Linked DNA regions of Hordeum vulgare: region 2 is linked to region 1. Evidence: chromatin contacts called from public Hi-C data. All regions are on one chromosome and are shown on one strand. Each heading gives the region's core, a stretch centred on a gene start, on an enhancer-like site or on the middle of the called end of the contact. The rest is flanking DNA. Distances are from core to core; before and after follow the strand shown.

Evidence for each region. A called contact is a pair of places that touch in the nucleus more often than the background predicts.
Region 2: a Hi-C map of leaf shows a contact between it and region 1, with 5 times the contacts expected there. The contact joins two enhancer-like sites. A contact is called at or near these places in 3 of 6 Hi-C or Micro-C datasets (leaf and seedling) and 1 of 1 datasets of contacts at active chromatin or transcription factors (embryo).

Annotation. Positions count from the first base shown.
Region 1 is chr6H:169,187,505-169,195,092 of MorexV3_pseudomolecules_assembly, forward strand. It overlaps the pseudogene LOC123405260. Among protein-coding and RNA genes, the nearest start is that of LOC123403044, 51 kb to the right of the region's middle. Within about 2 kb of position 4,122, at least 1 of the 3 cell types and tissues checked has open chromatin away from gene starts, as enhancers often do. A contact at or near this core is called in leaf, where this site is marked.
Region 2 is chr6H:169,467,799-169,475,386 of MorexV3_pseudomolecules_assembly, forward strand. It overlaps the pseudogene LOC123405265. Among protein-coding and RNA genes, the nearest start is that of LOC123405263, 220 kb to the left of the region's middle. Within about 2 kb of position 4,368, at least 2 of the 3 cell types and tissues checked have open chromatin away from gene starts, as enhancers often do. A contact at or near this core is called in leaf, where this site is marked.

The DNA.
Region 1 (7,588 bases), core at 2,872-5,371:
TCTGCGAGGGAGCGAGCTAAATGCGACGCGGTGAGGATGGATCACGTGTGGCCGCGTCTTCCATGGCTCTCGCTTGTTGCACTACATAGGTTCACTGTGCCGCCGTACATGTCTGGGCATTTTGGTAATGAATCCGCACGGTACGTGCTCGAAGTCGCAGCTGGCACAGAGAAGGGTACGCTTCTTTTAAGCCGACGCGCACTGTACACAGCGATCATCATCACGCTTTGTCGTCGTGGCTGGTCGAGTTGACGGATACGCAGAGGCCAGTTTAGTCGGCCATTACTCCGGTGTACTTCCTCTCGCAGATGTGCTTGCATAAGAAAGGCCGCTGGCCAGACAAACTCGAACTCGGAGGACCCATAGCTAGGCCCTCTTCTTTTCCATCTCTTCATCTGCTAGCTCGCGCGCCGAGCTGCGCCCGACGACCGAGGTGACCATTGCTCCCCTTCTCCACCTTATCGTCCGTGCTTCCTTCCATCGTTACTCATGTCGTGTTCTTCTTTTGTCTTATCTTTTTTGCTGCTTTCTTTTGTTTTCTTCATCTTGTTTTCACCCGCGGCCATGCTTTCCATTAGATGACCGGCGGTTTAGATGAGGGGCCTAAGTGAAACACGACTAGGAAAACTTCGTGGACCAATGTTTACGAGTCTAGGAAGAGAGCGAAATCGAACAAGATCATGGTTGACAGTTGCTTCGCCCCTAAAGATGTCTACGAGGTGTCTGGTTATCTTACTGACGAACAGAAAGCGCTTATAGTCTATATTGGTCTTGGGGGGATGCTAGATGTAGACAACATAACACATGTGGATAGGGAGTTCTCGTGGCATTTGTTGCTCAATGTCGACTTAGAGCGTGCTACTTTGAAAATAGACGAAACAGTTGTCTACGCTTTCAACGAGGTTGACATCCACAACATCTTAGGAATTGCCTTGGGTGGGGATATAGAAATCGAATGTAAGAATGCATCGCCAACCGTGGACCAGCTCGCTAGCATTAGATCTGCCCTAGGATTAGCCGAAGCCTTTCTATATGTAACAACGTCTGATTTGAAGTTGGCTTTGAAGAGACCATGTCAAACGCCCCTGTCCGATGAGTACAGAGTTAGGACCATCATCGGTTTTGCTATGCTTTGCATGGCCACTTGTTTTAGTCCCAGGGAGAAGAGGTCAATGGTCCCAGCGGAAGCATACGAGATTTGCATGGACCACTCGAATCTGCATAGGGTGAACTGGGGGAAATACATTTTCACCGAGCTAATCCGCGTCGCCGCGAGGTGCCAACAACTATTGCTTGAAGGGAAGGCGCCTCACGTGTACGGGTGCCCTCTGGTGTTGCAGGTGAGCAAGTTTTGTCAGCGTCGACAGGCGTTTTAACGATGCGGCTGCATCTTCATATTCATGCCGGCCCCAAGTGTGACCCTTTGTTTTGATTTTTGTTTCCAGGTATTGTACTTTGACTCGGTAGATGTTACTGCGTTCGTGAGGCCTGATCCATCCGTCAGGCCAAGAACAAGGTTTTACACTGCAGCCATTCTCAGCACGCTTATACTCGGAAACACGTTTCCTCGCACCGGCCCCAAGAAGTACGGCGTGCTGAAGGCGAGTTATTGCTGCATCTTTATTTCATCGTTTTCAAAATGGTTGTGAGCTGATAACAATAACATGCAACAGGCTACGGTCATTGCAACTGAAAATCTTCCATGGGATACCACCCATGTCAGGCAAGACATTGCAGAGGTAAATTGTATACGATGATTCTGAAATCCAATCTATGTTCGAGCGAGACCGCCCTGAGTTGCAATCTCAGTTTCAGGCCAAAGCTTTCATAGAACGATCACTTCAGGAGCATGCGTTGGCTAGCACCGAACGCAACAGGCTGTTCTTTCAGAGGCTAGCTGCGGTTAACACCGGCACAATATGTTATATGAACAACAACATGCGCAGCGACATCGAGATGCACATGCAAAGTGAGAGAGTTATGACCACGGGGTACATGCAAGCTTTACTTCGGTACGTGGATGAGTTGGGATTGTGTGACTCTGCCAACGAGCTTACAAACCAGTTGAATGATGTTGCCGCACAATCAGGTAGTGTACATACATAGGTGGTGTTTCTTTACTCAGGGACTAGACTAAAAAGTCTCTTTTAGTCCCTAGGTAAAGAAACAGGAGAGACTTTTTCTTAAGGGACTACAAAAAGACTTTCTTGAAGGGACTTTTTTCTTTAGTCCCTGGGACTAAAAAAAAGGTCAGTCCCTTGAAAAGAAACACCACCATAAGTGTCTGGTGCGCGTTTTGTCTGTTTTTATGACAAAAAATAATGATTGTGGTGGAATGAGCAGGTGCCTACAACGGGGCTGCAGCAGCGGAGGTGGCGAGCGATTCTCAGACAATAAATCTGCCGGCATTGATTTCTACAGTAGGCGTTTTCCATCCTGGTATGCTTTCCTTTTGCATCCTGAAGCACGAGCCCGAATTTACTGATGTTACCTAGACATACGGTACGCCATGCAGTAGACATGCGTCTGGATCCAGTCGGTCGATCGATCTCCGTCCCTGTGGGAATTGAGCAGACTGCTAGGGGTGAGAATAAATATCAATGCGACATTTTGAATGTTTGTTTGGGTGGAATTTAATGTCTTGCTTCGCTTTTGCCCAGTTTCGTTCTTGAACACAAGCCAACTAGCCCTCCCTATTTTGCCAGGCGTACCAGTTCGCATGTCGATGGGCTCTTTTGGTCAGTTGTACCTGGATGGTGGACTAGATGCCATGGCGCGGGCTGACGACAACATGGGCTTCGTGCTCCTGAGCAGCAAGAAAGAAAATAACATGGATGAAGGGAAAGAGATAATTGTTTACCGGGGCAAAAGTAAGTTTGTTAGCCTCCCCTCTGAGAGCACTGTGATTTTGTATTTACAAACTATTGACTGACAAATAGTTGCATTCTCTAACGCAGCCGATCTCCCGAAGGAACTGAATTTGCTAGCAAACTTTGGCGTGGAGAACATCTACGTTACAATGTGGAGACGTGTCGTTTGGTAATTATAAATCGCTTGCTTGGTGGTGAGGCAGGACACACGTATAATATCACTTCTCACGAGTACATGTTTCCTTGTAGATTTTTGTGCCTGTTAAAGGGGGCGGCGGATTCCACGTGCTATATGTCTTCGACATGTTGAAGAAGGTTGTACATGTGATGGACCCCAAAAGAACGCAGTATGACATCATAGAGCTCGAAATGAAACACGCGCGTGTCATGGACCGTCTCCTGTTTGGTCTGTGCAAGTGCATTGAGACGTTTTTCGTTGGGTGGCATGTTAGAGCGGACGATTTCAAAAGGAAGGCGCACCGCATGATGCACGAACCATCGAGCAGGTAAATGCGTATTTAGCTCTTGACCCTCGGATTTGTTAAAATGCATTTTTGACTGAATCAAATAATGATCTAAAAAACGGTTTTGCTATTCTACAGTCGAGTGTTTTTCAATTCGCCGTCATTCAATTTTGTGTTCATCCGATCTGGTGCTAAGATTCGCGCCGAGAACTTTGGTTTTTAGGCGCTGTGTATGGAGTATGTATTTTTCGACTTCAATAATTGTACTTCTTTAGTATTTAAACTGTACTTTTTGGTGATTTACACTACTTTTTTGGTATTTACAGTGTAAATTCATCAGTTTTTACAGTGTGAGTTCATCAGTTTTTACAAGTGTAATTCTAGGAGATTTGGGTGTAATTCGAGGGATCTATGACTGTAATTTATGGGTGTTTTACGCTGTAACTTCATCAATAAATACACTGTAATTTTATAAGTTCCACTGATTTGACTTAAGTTGTTCTATTATTGGTTAGAAAACTTGAGTGATGCCCAATTTATTTTCAGTCGAATGTCAAATAGACACTCCCAAAAATGCAGCAATGACTCGCCTTTCTTCAACGTCCACTACATGATGAAATTTGATGGGGAATACATGACAGAAGAGATATGGCCGGTGAGTGTACACACTTGTGTTTTTTGTTTTGTTTTTGCTAGTGTGTATCGGACGCTCATCGAATGTGATTGCTCAACCAGGACCAGATGTTTCGGTTGAAGCAGCAGCTTATGAGGTTTCCCTCACTCTGCTAGGGAACAGAGGGGCCCCCCTTCAGAGGTTGTGGACCCGGAAGTCTGATGATATGGTCGGTCTCTTAGCTCAGGCCCGCGAATGGTTGCGGTTATTGTATAATTAAACTTATGACGCAAGAGAAAATCGAGTGCGTGCCTGCCCTCGCGTTTTTACTTTCTAGAACATCTATTTGTATAATTAAGACCTACTCCTCGGAAGCGCATGCAGCCAGACTTGTGCACTTACGCTTTTGTTGTGTTTCTAATTAAGAAAAATGGTACTCCCTACGTCCGGAAATACTTGTCCTAGAAGTAGATGTATCTAGACTTATCTTAGTTATAGATACATCCATTTTGTACATATTTAGGACAAGTATTTCCGGACGGAGGGAGTATGAAATCCATCAACATCGTTGTCGCGCGTGGACGATGTGCAGCTCTGTCTGAATCAAAACATTGCTTCGCATACCGTCTTCTTGGGATACACTGTTTTTATTGCGGGGTTAGCGGACTAATCGTCAAAGTTAATCGAAGATTTAATCTTCAATCGAGCGATTCATCGGTTAGTCGGCTATCTCAATGACTCATATGAGTAACTAAAATTGGGTTTAGGGTTTAACGGTCTAAAATAAGCTTGTTTGTTGGACGCACACGGGCAGTTCGATGGAGGAGCCCCTTCTGATGGAAAACTCAGAAATGTCAATTATATTCAAAACGGTGCTTGGGACAGCAATTGTCGTACAGAAACACGAAAGAGCCGTAGAAAAATTAATTATATGTTTTTATTATGTCTACAATAACCCTTGTGACATATTTCCAACGGCGGTCTAGTTTGGCCTTTTGTCTAGATCGGCGGAGGGTCATCTTGTTACACAAGTGGATGGTACGGAGAACACACGAAAAATGTGATAATTGGCTACATTGTTTTATTGTGGGTTTAGCGGTATGGTAGTGAAGGCAGTTAATCGAAGGTTTAATCAGTTAATCGGGCGATTTGTCGGTTAGTCGGCTCCTCAATGACTCATATGAGTAGTTAAAATTGATTTTAGGGTTCAACGGGCTAATTAAGCTTGTTTGTTGGATGCCGCATCGCACACGCGCAACTCAACGGAGCAGCCCACATCGGAACCCCCCGGTTGCCCATGTGATGGAAAACTCAGAAATGTCAATTATATTCAGAATGGCCCATGGATGGTTCGGCTCGGAAAGTGTGAAAACCATAGCGGGGGATCCCCCCTCGGAACACCGGTGGTGTATCCACGGGGGGACTCCAAATGTCTTTTATCTTCAGAACAGTGCATGTATGGTTCGACTCGGAAACGGTTAAAACCATACCGGGAGTATGACGCTGAACTGTGATGTCGTAGCACAGAGAAGGCGTTAAAATTGGGTTACATTGTTTTAGCACTGGATTGACGGGGGCAATCATTAAATTCTGTCAAGCATTTTAGTCGGTTAATCGATCGATTAATCAGTTTGCCGGGTACTCAATGATCCATATGAGTAGGGTTGTGTCTAGAAACATGAAACAGCCCTACAAAAATTGATTATATGTTTTATTATGTCTACAATAACCCTTGTGAGATATTTCCAACTTCAGTCAAGTTTGGCATTTTATCTAGATCCGCGGGGATCATCTCGTTACACAAGTGGATTGTTCGGAGAACGATGAAAAAACCATGATAATGGGATACATTGTGGGATTAGCAGGATGATATTGAAAAAAGATAATCGAATGTTTAATCAATTAATCGGGTGATTTATCAGTTAGCCGGCTACTTAAGGGTCCATGTGAGTAGGTTTTTGTCGGTAAAAGATAACTGCTTAGGCAGACGAAATCTTCCAACACGTGACATAACAGAGATTATGACTGAGGTGAGTATCAGACTGAAAGCTTTCAAACGTCAGCCCAGACTGACGTGTTGTAACACCCAGTTTTTGGCCTTCCTGAAAAATTAGCTTACTTCAAAAATCAGGACCAATTAAAAAATTTGTGAATACTTGTGATGCTTGGAGTGACTAATGTTTGCCTGTTTGCTTGAGTGCATGTGATTGCTTCCCATTAATTCTTGCCATCCCCCTAATCACCTCCTTATTCCATGATCTCCTGCCTAATGATCATGCCATGTGTTTAGGACAAATACCTACTTTTACCAAATATTATTTTCACCAAAAAGCACTTCTTTGAATTAAACTTTCAAACCCGTGAGATGAGGTTTGTACTACAAGTCCTCAAGATAGGGAATTTCTTTTGCACCAATTATTCTATTTAAAACCTATTATCAAAATGTCCTCCAAAGACCACCATATTATTATTTTAAAATTTATTTTATTATTTTATTTAAAAGCCTTTGTGTGAGGCCAGAAATGGTCTCCTATAAAGGAAAGTTATTTTTATTGCTTCCAAAATATTTAAGAAAAATTAGGGAAACTCAGTGGATATATTTATACCATATTTATGAGTTTCAACACATGGTCATGTTCAAAATATTGGGCAAACCCCTCCAAAACCATTCCTGCTTATTTCAAGCTTTTGAAATATTTCTATTAGAAATATTCTCAATAAATTCCAGTAAAATTCTATCATGTCATATATGATATTATTGATGATCTTGCCAAGTTTCATCTCAACCCAAGTTGATTTGACTCCCCTAACTATCCTAAAACCCTATCTGTCCAGATTCAAACTTGAGAAACTCTACATTGTGAAGTGTCTCCAATTGTGCTCAAATTTGGTGGACATGTTCTAATACTCCAATAAGGAATCCACACCAAGTGGTGCATCAAGGAGAGTAAAATAACTTGTCCTAAGACCCTCAAAACCCTTTGTGTTGATTTCTGATTTTGGTAAACTTTACATTATAAAGTTTATCCAATTGACCTCAAACTTTTTGTGCATGCCTTAATGCTCAAATAATGCCTCTACACCAAATATTGGATTTGTGGGAATTTATTTGAATAGGGTTGTACGCAGAAATCCATTTCTGCCCATTTTAGGGGTTTTCCAAGTATACATTGGAAAACTTCTCCAGCAAATCCCAAATTTGGTGTGCAAGCCTATTTTCATCTATTATTTGATCCTGTTAAGTTTCATAGCCATTGGAATCCATCTGGTAGCCTAACCACAGATCAAACACCTTGTGTGCACTCACTAAATTGGCTTCTTTGACCCCTTCCACTTTTACCCTTGAGCTCAACTTTCTACCACAGCCTCACATAGTTACATTGTACCTCCAGTAACTTTTCCACCCCCTCTGGTCAATTATTGGAGAAGGACCCTTTTGTAACTATCTCTCATTTTACCATTGAAAGCACTATTTTACCTCTCTTCTCATACTTCTGGTTAACCCAAGGCCCCCAATTCTTTCCAGAGCCTCTCTAGTGTGTCGTAGCTTCAGTTCAAACCAAGATATGACATGCTCATGTGGAGAAAATGAGCAGCACCTCCTCAAGTTGATTTCTGGCTGAAATATGGCCTTGTATAGC
Region 2 (7,588 bases), core at 3,118-5,617, 280 kb after region 1:
CTTCATGTTGAATTTGCTGAAAAATAGTGGTCAATTCCGTCACCTTAACATCCAGGTCATGGAATTTTGTCTCCGTGATCCTATCTAGGCTCTTGTGGTTCAGCAAAATCTCAGAAACTTTCTTCTCCATCCCTTGGATGGTGATGACCAAGAAGGACATCTTCTCATCTCTTGTTTTGAGCTGTGGGGGTTGAACCGGAGCATTTCTAACAACCTCTATAGATGTTACCTTTGCTGCCTCTCTAGCAGTAGCTGAGCTGGGATGGGTATTGTCCATCACAAGTTCATTGTCCTCAAAATTAGGCTGAAGTAGCAAATGGGGACGATCAAGTAGATATGCATGCTTGCCAATCTTGGCATTGATGAGCATCAGAATGTATGGAGCATATCCACAAGATCTCTTCTGATCTGCAGCACTCCTCGTGACAGTATCAACTTCAAGTCCATCACTCGGAACCGGGTGTGGGTGTCTAGATGATGCAACATGTTGATGGAATATCCTCTAATCATCTTGTCATCACCTGATTTGGGCATTAGGGTATGTCTCATGATAGTGTTTGTAGTGGGTATACCTGCTTGCAAAAAGTAGACAGAACCAAATTTGTGAGACGGGAAAAACTCATTGGGCACAACCTTGTACATGTTTGCCATGGAGTTGTGATTTATCTTGAGCCGTGAATACACATCCAAGTTTTCTTCACGTGATTTAGGAGCACCAATGTTAGTGGCTCATTCTCTAGTTACAAATCATTTGTACAAATGATTGTGCTAATAATCCGATCGGCTAGGGTAAGTGTTCGTGCTAATAATTCATAGCCAGATATTACAATCCATTTGTATGTCCTACATAGGTGACTGCCATTTTTTGCACATGTACTAGTGTTTGCAATCCATTTGTGTAGCCAAATCTTACAATCCATTCATAGCCATATCTCAATTTATGCATTTCCTTCACTAATATCACTTAAGATTTAGGGTTCACATTGTCACATGATATAGTATGTTTCATAAACTCTGCCTTGTTGAATTCATAGTATAAAATAAACCAACGTCGATTCTATCTCACCATGTCGACAACTAGGATGAAGAAAACTAGGAGAGGTCCAAGAGGCAAACCATCAGGGAGCTTAAGGCTGGAAAGCATAATAGACGTGTCTTGAAGAATGGGGGAAATGGATGCCTGTTCTGCAACCATAAGATTAAAAACACGTATATTAGCGTTCTGGTGAATGCAAGAGGACGAGCCATTGGATCCTTATGGCAGAAGTATTCTTGCAGGATGTTGCACGTCGAGTTCTTGGAGAATCTTAACGATCAAGCATGATGATGAGATGTTGGATTGAATCTATCTAGTTTGTGTGTATTATATCTATGATTGACTATATATGTTTATCAATCGTACTACATGTTGGTGAGACCATGTCTAATGAACTAATAGTGCAATGCAATTGCAATCCTGCAACCAGTCTGTTTATTTGATTTTATGTGTATCTTAGACCAACATATGATTCATCACAGCGCACACATATTATTAGTGTGAATCCTCTCTGTTACTTTCAGTCTTTCCACACAGTTTTATAATAGAAACTGTCTTCCCACAACACGCACAACTTTGGAACTGTGTGTGATGACTTCCATCACTTTTGTTCCTATTGGCCAGAACGCATCCTCATGGATCGCACGTGCGAATCACAGGATGTACACAGATCGAACGACTATCCGTATCTCTATTACACCGGAGTGCTAGTTTCTTTGAGAGTGATATTTTCAGTTTATCATACGCTGTTGGGTCTGGAAACCTCTGCCTCTGAAGCGCATTATATTTTGGGGTGATATTTACGCCTTATCACAAAGAATTAGCCCCTCCTCCTCCCTGTCTCTAGTAGCACCTACAGTAATCCTATGGACCTCTACATTTCACCGCCTATCCCCACGGCAACCACTTAGCTCGACGTGTGTTGCCGCCGTAGCCGCGGCTTCTCAGCACCGATTTTCTCGACACTGCTAACCCAATTCAGGAATCTTCGGCACTGGACCTCCCATGGAGAAGCAGGTAACTGTAATCTACTTAAATATTTCCGCTCATCTCTTATCCCAGTCCATCTGCCCCTTTTAATCACCCGGCCGAAATCACCGTGGATTCACGTTCCTTCTAGCTTCGGGGGTTATCATCCTTTTTGAAAAGAAAAATGTTCCTTCTACATGATTCGAGGGTTTTCCTTCATAGAGTGTACAGTGCAAGGACATACAACCAATGAGTTTCATCTCACCATATCACACGACTTCATGAAGCGCACGGTAAGTTCAATCTCACACTACCTACGTTGACATGGCCTATACTTTTGGTGAACCGATACTATATATTGCCACATACTTCTTCTTCTTCTTCTTCTTCTTCTTCTAAATTAGGCAAATTAATGTTGTATTGTTCTTTTGTTTACTCTCATATACATATGCATGACATCACGGTTACATTATCTGTTTACTTATAATTTTTTGTCCTTTCATATCAATTGATGTGCTCTTCTTTTAACTACTCTCATACTAGCATGTTGCCATGTTCTTTAACAATCTTATTAATTCCTGCGGTACATCCCTTGCTTTGCAACAACAACTAATGCGCTAAATCTTGGACTTTACATAACTATAGACTCCAAGGATGTCATGCTGAGCACAAACCATCGATTTACAATCGTTATTTCTATGAAACTTGATGAAGATTGTCACTCCTATTTTGATATAGGACTTTGGCCAGAAATTTCGAAGTTTTATGTACTCAAAGCTGACACTAAAATTGCGTTGCACCTAAAAGATCCTAGCCATACAATAAATTCTAAATTCCCCGATGACATCATCCGTCCATACTTTGTAGGAAGTAAGTGTTCTTTCTAGTCTATGCATGTTGACTTGCGTAGCAATATCAAAGTAACTATGTAGTATTTTAGCAATCAATTAGGATTTTATTTTCTGAATTTGTTAAATCTGCTCCTACCTACTCCATCCGTTCCTAAATATAAGTCTTTTAAGCGATTTCACTAAGGGTCTACATACGGAGCAAAATGATTGAATCTATACTCTAAAATATGTCTATATACATCCGTATATAGTCCACTAGTGAAATCTCTAAAAAGACTTATATTTAAGAACGGAGGGAGTAGTAACTTGTACTCCCTACGTCCCAAAATAACTGTCTCAATTTTGTACTATCTCTAGTATAAAGTTATACTAAGCTTGAGACACTTATTTTAGGACGGAGGAAGTAATTACCAACGCACTACTTTTTTGCCCTGATCTAGCTACATAATCACTATTCTCCCACTTCTATGCTCATGACACAAAGTGTTGCCGTCGCCGATACTCTGGCGCTGGAGGACGAGGTTGCCAACAAGTGGAGGCAGGCCGAAACACAAGCGCCTCTGGCAGGCAGCCTCCACGATGATATGTTGATAGTGACCATCTCCGTGCTCCCAATCGAAGATGGTGTGTGCACAACCGTCCTGTCCTGACGATACATTTGTGCAAACTCAGCTGCCTTGCTTCCTTTCCTCTTCCATGCACACATCATCAGTGGCACAACGCACGCACATGCGCAGCAATGGCAGCAGATCCATACAGGACGATGAGCATCAAGCAAGCACGCACAGCTGCAGCAACAACAAGTCCCCTGATGGCCGCCTCCCTCAACCTCCAATGCGGCCCAACTCATACTCAACTCGTCATCAGTGTGCCCTTCCTATTTCTCCTACTCTCCTCACCGTGCCTGCAGTTTTCCCTCCTCGTCATGCTCCGGATTGAGACTACCTCATCCATCACCAACACGTTCTCTTTCCTCCCTACAATCCCCATTGACGCCTCACGATTTGGATTCCATGCTTCCTATCTTCCAGATCTGGGAAGAGCAAATCCCTAGAGTTGCCATGCCTACTTGCCGCCGTCCTGGATTGAAGCCATCTAATTCATCCCCGATCGGTCCCTTCCTCTATCCTTTCTCCTATCAGCTGCCCACCTCCTCGTCCGGTCTCCGTGGCCGCTTTCATCCATATCGGGGGAAAAGGCGGTTCCCCTGACGTGAGGCGTCGTGGGCACGCGGCTTGGTGGACTCGACGGCGTAGGCTGGAGAACCCAAGCACGTCGGTTCCTCGGAAGGATGCCTTCGGCATGCGTCCTCGCATTCCTGGTCACCGAGGCCGCCGAAGGCGTGTGGTGACGGTAGAAAGAGGGCCATTGCAGGCGCAAGAAGATGGGCGGTGCGAGAAGAAGGGGAAGGGAGGATCGGCGGCGCATTTGCTGGGGATCTGTTCTTGTCAATATGGGGCCAGAGAAGAAGTCAAGAAGGAAATGTCGGGAGGCACGATTTGGGTGGGAGACGGGTAGCGCCGCAACGATCGGCAGACCACGGCCCGGCAGAACATTTGATCTGAGATGTGGATTCATATGGCACACCATTGCATAATATAAGCAGTTGGATGTGTTTAAGTTGATTCGATCCGAGGGTTCTGGTTATCCTGTGTACAGTTTGATGTGTAGTTTTAGTAGAATTTATGTTTGCTCTTTTAACAGTAGTAGAGAGTATGTGACTTTTCCTTTCAAATTGATTATTTTCTGAAATTCAATGGAATCTTTATTTAATTTATGAAATTGTATCCAAATCGAAAAACTTTTTTTCGGAATTGGTGAATTTTTTGAAAATCGATGAACATAATTTAAAATTCGTAAACTTTTTTTCTGAATTGATAAAAAAATTGAAATAGGTAAACTTTTAAAAAAATCGGTGAACATATTTTAAAATTCATGAACATTTTTAAAATAAATTACCTGTTTTAAAAAATTGTTGAACTTTTTTTTCAAAATCGACTAGTTTTTTGAACTTCTGAAAATCCATTAACATATTTTTTTAAATGTTTAACTTTTTTTCATAATCATTAAACTTTTCGAAAATCTTATTAATTGCTTTTTAATCCAATGGAATTTTAATGTACCTTTTTGAATTCACATTTTTGAAAATCAATGAAAAAAATTGAGTCTGCAGCGGAGCGCCAGGAGATGTTTCATTAGCTGGTCCAGCGAGGGACACTGCAGACGCCAAATTTATGAAATTGTATCCAAATCGATGAACCTCTTTTCGAAATTGGTGAACATAATTTAAAAGTCGTAAACTTTTTTATAAAGTGATAAAAAAATGGAAATAGGTAAACTTTATAAAAAAATGTGAACATATTTAAAAATTCATGAACATTTTTAAAATCAATTACCTGTTTAAAAAAATTGTTGAACTTTTTTTTCAAAATCGATTAATTTTTTGAACTTTGTGAAAATCCATTAACATATTTTTAAAAATGGTGAACTTTTTTTTCATAATCATTAAAGTTTTCGAAAATCTTATTAATTGTTTTTTAATCCGATGGAACTTTAATGTACCTTTTTGAATTCACATTTTTGAAAACCAATGAAATTTTTTCGAGTCTGCAGCGGAGCGCCATGAGATGTTTCAGCAGCCGGTCCAGCGAGGGACACTGCAGGCACCAAATTTATGAAATTGTGTCCAAATCGATGAACTTCTTTTCGAAATTGGTGAATTTTTTGAAAATTGGTGAACATAATTTAAAAGTTGTAAAAAACAATTCTAAATTGATAAAAAAAATTGAAATAGGTAAACTTTTAAAATAATCGGTGAACATATTTTAAAAATCTTGAACATTTTTAAAATCAATAACCTGTTTTAAAAAATTGTTGAACTTTTTTTTTCAAAATCGACTAATTTTTTGAACTTTGTGAAAATCCATTAACATATTTTTAAAAATGGTGAACTTTTTTTTCATAATCATTAAACTTTTCGAAAATCTTATTAATTGCTTTTTAATCCGATGGAATTTTAATGTACCTTTTTGAATTCACATTTTCGAAAATCAATGAAATTTTTTCGAGTCTGCAGCGCAGCGCCAGGAGATGTTTTACCAGCTGGTCCAGCGAGGGACACCGCAGACGCCAAATTTCTGAAATTGTATCCAAATCGATGAACTTTTTTTCGAAATTGGTGAATTTTTTGAAAATCGGTGAACATAATTTAAAATTCGTAAACTTTTTTCTAAATTGATAAAAAAAATTAAATAGGTAAACTTTTAAAAAAATCTATGAACATTTTTAAAATAAATTACCTGTTTTAAAACATTGTTGATTTTTTTTTCAAAATCAACTAATTGTTTGAACTTTGTGAAAATCCATTAACATATTTTTGTAAATGGTGAACTTTTTTTCGTAATCATTAAAATTTTCGAAAATCTTATTAATTGCTTTTTAATCCAATGGAATTTTAATGTACCTTTTTGAATTCACATTTTTGAAAATCAATGAAATTTTTTCAAGTCTGCAGGGGAGCGCCAGGAGATGTTTCATCAGCCAGTCCAGCGAGGGACACTGCAGGTGCGAGGAGCGCGAACCGGCGCCTGCAGCATCGTATTGAAAGGTCCCGATAGGAGAGCCCCTATACCTCGCATAAAGTGAGTCTAGTATCTGACTCGCTGCAGCGCACGACGATGTGGCCGGTCCAGTTCACGGTAGGTACACTGCCTCCTTTTCTTTTCGGTTCTTTTTCATGTTTTTATTTCATTTTTTGATTCATTTTTTAAGCTTTTACTTACACTTCTATATATTCTAAACATATATATTAAAAACATTTATTTTTCATAATAGTTTAGAAACTTTTAATCATGTTTTGAAAAATGTTGAATGTGTATACAATAGATGTTGACCATGTAACAAAACAATGATGAAATTTCTTGATCATGTATATAAAATGATAACTAAGCATTTAAAATATCTTAAATAAGTATTTGAAAAATATTTAAAAGTACTTGAAAAATGTTAAATAAATACTAAAAGTGATTAACAAGAATTTGAAAAATGTTGAAAAGTATTAAAAATATCAAACAAGTATTTGAAAAATGTTAAATAAGTATTAAAAATGTTGAATATGTATATGAAAAATATTGAACATGTATTTAAAAGTGTCTAGTAAGTATTTAAAACTTGTTGAATCAATATTAAAATAATAAATAAGTATTTAAAAAATATTGAATAAGCATTCGAACAATGTTGAAAATGTATACAGAAATTGTTGATCACTTATTAAAAAAACATTTTTGACACATACGAAAATGTAGAGTGGAAATGAAAACAAACATAAGAAAAAGAAAAAGGAAACAAGAAATGGAGAAGGAAAACGAAGGATGGTTGTTGTGACACGGAACGTTGGCATGTCATCCTTTGAAAACAATGAGAAAAATCTTTGAAAAAGAAAGCAATGAGAAAAACAAAAGTAAAAGAAAGTAAAAAATAAAGAAAAGGAAAACTCCCTTTTAAAACATTGTTTGTCATTTCAAGATGGATCCTTGTGAAAAATTTGAGCTTATTTGAACAAACCATGGCAGGAATGTGGCCATAACATCTTCATAGCTAGAGACTAAATCTTGTAAAACTCTGTGGATTATCTCTAATGAAATAGATGCTTTTTCAGCTATAAATGTTTTTGAAAAAAGAAAGAGCAACCTCAGAGGCAGCTTTAGTTCGAATTTGACATGCTTCTTAATGA